2 separate regions of the Mus musculus genome follow, and region 1 is linked to region 2. Evidence: chromatin contacts called from public Micro-C data. All regions are on one chromosome and are shown on one strand. Each heading gives the region's core, a stretch centred on a gene start, on an enhancer-like site or on the middle of the called end of the contact. The rest is flanking DNA. Distances are from core to core; before and after follow the strand shown. Region 1 overlaps Psap (prosaposin). Region 2 overlaps Dnajb12 (DnaJ heat shock protein family (Hsp40) member B12).

The links. A called contact is a pair of places that touch in the nucleus more often than the background predicts.
Region 1: a Micro-C map of B cells shows a contact between it and region 2, with 4 times the contacts expected there. The contact joins two enhancer-like sites. A contact is called at or near these places in 2 of 39 promoter capture datasets (frontonasal cranial neural crest and pre-B cells), 1 of 15 datasets of contacts at CTCF or cohesin (large pre-B cells), 4 of 484 Hi-C or Micro-C datasets (B cells, CD8 T cells, double positive thymocytes and 1 more), 6 of 115 datasets of contacts at active chromatin or transcription factors (the 230-238 cell line, bone marrow-derived macrophages, embryonic midbrain and 2 more) and 1 of 9 other capture datasets (liver).

The regions. Positions count from the first base shown.
Region 1 is chr10:60,288,790-60,291,510 of GRCm38.p6, reverse strand. The region is part of intron 1 of Psap (prosaposin); the gene reads right to left. Among named protein-coding and RNA genes, the nearest start is that of Psap, 13 kb to the right of the region's middle. Within about 2 kb of position 1,335, at least 89 of the 459 cell types and tissues checked have an H3K27ac peak or open chromatin away from gene starts, as enhancers often do. A contact at or near this core is called in the 230-238 cell line, B cells, CD8 T cells and 3 more, where this site is marked.
Region 2 is chr10:59,884,018-59,886,717 of GRCm38.p6, reverse strand. The region is part of intron 1 of Dnajb12 (DnaJ heat shock protein family (Hsp40) member B12); the gene reads right to left. Among named protein-coding and RNA genes, the nearest start is that of Dnajb12, 5.8 kb to the right of the region's middle. Within about 2 kb of position 1,432, at least 101 of the 459 cell types and tissues checked have an H3K27ac peak or open chromatin away from gene starts, as enhancers often do. A contact at or near this core is called in the 230-238 cell line, B cells, CD8 T cells and 3 more, where this site is marked.

The DNA.
Region 1 (2,721 bases), core at 86-2,585, 400 kb before region 2:
AGCCTGCCCTAAGTCATAGGACTGACAGGAGGCACGTGTCCTGTCTAGTGTCAGGTTCTGAGTCCTCAAAATCTGACTGGAGTAATCCGTAGCACTCAGGAGGCTGAAGCAGGGGATGGTGAGTTTGAGGCCAGCCTGGGCTACACAGAGGATTTTTATCAGACGCAGAAGATGGGCTAGCATGAGGACCAAACTCTGGCAGGTATCAGGATGCTGCCCCCAACCTCTGATGAAAACAAGAGGCACGTGGCTTCAATCAACCATGAAAACCCCGTGGCCACACTGCTTCACCTTGGACACCCAGGAAGTCCATGTTTGCATCCCACAAACATGTACCCCACACAGACATCCATGAGCAGGCTCTTCCTAAAGACTAAGGGAATGAACTAAGGAGCTGGGCACACGGTCCTGCATCTTCTGCCCGTACTCCAGCCTTGCCGGCCACCACACAAACACGCACAGGCGCGCACACGCACCCCAACTCACAAAAGCAGCATGTTCTCAAGCCCAACTTCCCAGAGGCCAGCCCAGCCCAGCCCAGCCCAGCCCAGCCCAGCCCAGCCCAGCCCAGCCCAGCCCAGCCCAGCCCAGGCTGAGTAATGGGGGTGGGGGTCACTTGGCAAAGGTTCCTAAGAGCTAAGCTATACATACTACCCGAGGCCTAACCTGGGTTCCAGGCCAGCCTGAGCTACAGAACCATGTTCCAAAACAAAAACCATACTGCCTGGTGCTACCCCCAGTGAGGAAAAATATGGTGCCTAGTAGCAGGCACATGAGGAACCAGAGGCCAGCAGGCTCGAACCCCAGCAGACCAGGAAGCAGGCTAACTAACACTGACTGCTAACACTGCCCACTTCCATCTTTACTGGGGACTTGCTATAATGACCAAAGTCATCAGGTTTCTGGGAGCATAGCCTGCAATCACAAGCCTGAGCCACAGCAGACCCTGTGTTTGTTTTGCCTTCCAGGAACTTGACACGGAAACCACATTCAGTCAGCCTGCTTTAGCCTGGTGACAGAGGTCTGAAAGTAACCCTGACCCAGATCCAGGTAACAAACTTAGCATCTTATTCAGTGCCCAGCACACTACCCAGTGAGCTGTCCCTAAGACAGAGGTGCACCACCCTACGGGCACCATCCCAGCAGTGGCTAGGGATCTGAGGGCACAGAACAGAGACTCATACCTGCACTTTAACCACAAGAGCTAAGGCAGTGAAAAGGAAAGACACCGGCAGGGCAGCCCACTGGAAAGAGAAGTGGGAGCACTGAGCTGTGGCGGCACACTTAGAAACCATACTTTAGGGAGGCAGAGGAAGGAGAATGGTCTGAGTTGTGAGCCTCTTATCTCAAAAGGAAAACAATGTGGGGGAGGGGTTGGCTCAGTGGGTGAACCCCAGGACCCACATGATAGGAGGGCAGGGAAAACATCATAGAGGCACACATGGCGGTTTTCAAACAGGCGAGGGAGCAGAGCTGTCCTGCCTATGGCAGGGGAGTGGAGCTGTTCTGGATGGTTCCAGACCCCAGGTCACTGTGCAACTAACTAAAATCAGAGGGCCAGCCTTAACCCAACAAGGGACACACCAAGGAAAGAGTTGGGTTGTCTTGTTAGGCACGGACGTCCAACCCCAGGGTATTTATCAATAAATAGATAATTACCCAGGGCTGGAGAGATGGCTGATACCACACACTGTTCTTGCAGCAGACCTGAATACCTGTAACTCACTTCAGGAAGATCTAACTCTTCTGACCTCCACGGGCACCCATAGTCATGTACACATACATAATCAAAATTAAAAATCTTTTTCAAAAAATGAACCCAAACCACTTTTTGACCAGTTATGTTCTGACCTCCAAGCCTGCAACATTCAGTCCTTAAAACCAATTTCCTTCTCCGGCAGTTGGCCAGCTACCTCTAAGAATGTTCTTAGACTGTTTGCCCGAGCTCCTAGCAGGGTCTGATTCAACCTGCTGTTACCTATGTCCTTGTAGATATGAAGAGCACTCAGCACACACATACAAGTTAAACTCTACATTTCAAGGGCCTGGCCCAGGAATCAAAGCCCGTGGGGGTGGGGACCGTTGTCTTTCCTTCCCCTTTCAGTCTTCTGAGACAAGATCTCTATATACAGCAAGGGCTCACTTCAAACTCAAAGTCCTCCTGCTGCAGCCTCTCTTAGAGCTGCGATGAAGAGATATGCCACCAAAGGCCTCAGTAAGCTCAAGGCCAGCTTGATTGATACACAGGCATACACACGCATACACTCGCATGCATACACACGCATACACACACACACACACACACACACACACACACACACACAGAGTTCCAGGCCAACCAGAATTACCAAGTGAAACTCTGTCTAAATAACAATGGTAACATTGCAATCCCAGCACTGAAGTCTGGGGAAGGACTACTGGGGCTAGCCTGGGGCAGTTAAGTACAAAGCCAGCCTAGTACTCATAGAAAACCCTGTCTCAAAAGCACAAAACCAAGGTTGGGCATGGTGATACAACCTTAATCCCAGCACTGAGAGGCAATGGCAGGGCCATAGTGAGATGAGACCCTGTCTCAAACGAAACAGAAGGCATCTACAAAGGTTGATACAGCTCAGCGGCAAACATGCCTAGCACATGTGGGAACCAGGTTCAATCCTCAGTCCTGGCAAATAATGTAATAACAAAATAACCCAAAATAAAACTAGGTATCACCAGAATTAT
Region 2 (2,700 bases), core at 183-2,682:
CGGCTACCTCAGTGCAGAAAATTCCCCAGACTGGGCAATTCAAATACAGAAGCTGACCACAGGACCCCGTGAGGAGCACAGGGAGCGAGGCTTTGACTGAGGAAGCAGGACTTGGAGAAGCATTAGCGGTTGGGTGTTGTAGTGCACAGCTATAACCCTAACACTCGGGATTTTTGAGACAGGGTTTCTCTGTGTAGCCCTGGCTGTCCTGGAACTTGCTCTGTGGACCAGGCTGGCCTTGAACTCAGAGATCTGCCTGCTTCTCCCTTCCATCTGCTGGGATTAAAGGCATGCGCCATCACCTCTCAGCCATGATCCTAGTTCTTGGCATGCTGAGGCAGGAGGATTTTGAATTGGAGGTCAGTCTATGCTACATAGAGAGTTGGGCCATGGGATAGAATGCTATCTCAAACAAAGAAGATTAGTAGAGGGCTGGAGAGATGACTCAGCAGTTAAGAGCATTGACAGCTCTCCCAGAGGTTCTAAGTTCAATTCCTAGTAACCACATGGTGGCTCAAAACCATCTGTAATGGGATCTGATGCCCTCTTCTGATGTGTCTGAAGACAGCTACAGTGTATATAAAGTAAATAAATAAATCTTAAAAAAAGAAAGTTTAGCAGCAATCATCTTTTCTTCTGTTTTGGAGGAAGTGCCTTGCTAAGTAGTTGAGGCTGGCCCCAGAATTATGATTCTCCCACTTGTAACAGCCATTTCTGTTACTGAGTGTTCAATGTGTGTTGGGGAGGCAACGCCACAATGCTCTGTAAAAATTAGCTCACGTAACCATCACAACAGCCTCTGACAGGAAGTGGCATCATCCACTGCCATTCCCCTTGGGGAGAAGGCGCCATGGCAGCACTGTCCTGGCAGAGGTGCACAGGTCTCCATTCTAACTCCGTGGTTCTCCCCGACTGTGTCTCTAAACGGGAACTCTGCATGTCATGTTCTCAGAGGCCGGATCCCGTCTGCCACTTCCTAGCATGGTACCATGACCCTGGCTGGTCTAAGACACCTGCTGGCACCTCAGTTTCCTCACTGATAGTGTGGGGATGAACTAAGATAACATGTGCACGTGGTCTGGGACTGGCAAGGCATCAGGTTCTAAATATCACAACCCGGGTGAGCAACTGGCCAGAGGAGCAGCTGGCTGGGGAGGGGAGGGAAGCTATGGGCCTGGGTGCCTAGCGTGGTCCAGGCTAAGGCAGAGATAGCCAGATCTCAGCCCTGAGCAGTACCACAAGACACCAGGCAGCAGTGGAGGCAAAGGAAGAAACCAACAGACAAGAAGGGGCTGGTCCTGACAGCAGAGGAAGGACCTGGCCCCTGGGGGTTTGAACCAAGTTGCCTGTTTTGATCTCTTTGGAAGTTGTCTCTAGTCCAGGCCCAGCCTGCTGTGCATGTCCCAAGAGCAACAGCACCGGTGACCCAATCAACACAGCTGCACAGGTCAGGAGGCAGAGGCCTGCACACATATTCCTCAGCCTCAGTCTGGAGGCTTCTCAGGCACTGGTCGGTCACTCTGATTTCCCTACGCTGCAGAACCAAAAGGAGTGGATTCTTCAAACTCAGCACCACTCAGAAGGTTCCAGACTGAGCAGAAAACAGAAGAATTCTGGTTGCTGGCATGCAGGCCTCCCCACAGGTCTGGATGCCCCCAGCTGGCCTGTAGCATGCGACAGTCTCATCCTGACTCATCATTACATCTCCTGTGACACAGTGGCTGACAAACAATGTTCAATGGCACAAAAGGGTTGGGGAACAGGCAGGCCAGCATAATGCTAACCTTAGCTTTGGGTGTGCTTACTGGATCAGTGAACCTCGAAGGTGTGACCCATGGTCTCTGCTACTGCGATCTGAGGCATGAAGACGGCTCAGGTCCAAGGTTTGAGGCCAGCCTGGGCACTACAGTGAGACGCTGTTGTTTGAACAGTAATTTATTTAAAGAAAAAGGGCCTGGTGTGGTGGCACACAGCACACCTCTAATCCTAGTGTCTGAGAGGCAGATGCAGGTGGATGTTTGTGAGCCTCAACATTGCCAAGCCTACAAAGCAAGTTCTGGGCCAGGCAGGGCTACATAGAGACCCTGTCTCAAAGACGAACAAAAAGGTAGGACTCAGTAAGAGAAGTCTTAGGGCAACTGACACTTACAGCTGCCAAGACCTGCCCTTCCCCACGCCAGTGTGGAGCCAGGCCCCGACTTGCACAGACTGGGCCAAGGGCACTTGCTAGCAGGTTCATATTGGATAAATCAACCTAGCTTCTCTGGGCGCTTCCGTCCTAAGGGCAGTGTGAGGAGGTGTGAGGTGTATACAGAGCTTAGTGTGTGGCTAGCAGCTGTTCTGTTCTTAGGCCTCTGGCACTCAAAGGGAGTCAAGGGAAGAGCTCAGAATGGGGAGAGTCCAGGGCAGTCAGACAAGACTGGGGCCAACAGCATCTGTTACTGTTCACTTGCCGCCATAGTTAATTCCTCAGGATACCTCGACCCTGCCCCTGGCTGCTTAGAGAAGCAAATAAGATTCAATAAAATAGAGAGAATGGAAGGACTGGGGACCACCAAGGTGGACGGATGTAAGTGGACAGCTCCACCCTGTGCCTTGTTGGTACTAGGATTCTCTCTCCCACTGACTGTGAAGGGCCAAATGCCCTGGAATGCAAGCTTCCCACGGCCTTGTTGGATGGCCTCTCTGACTTACCCAGAC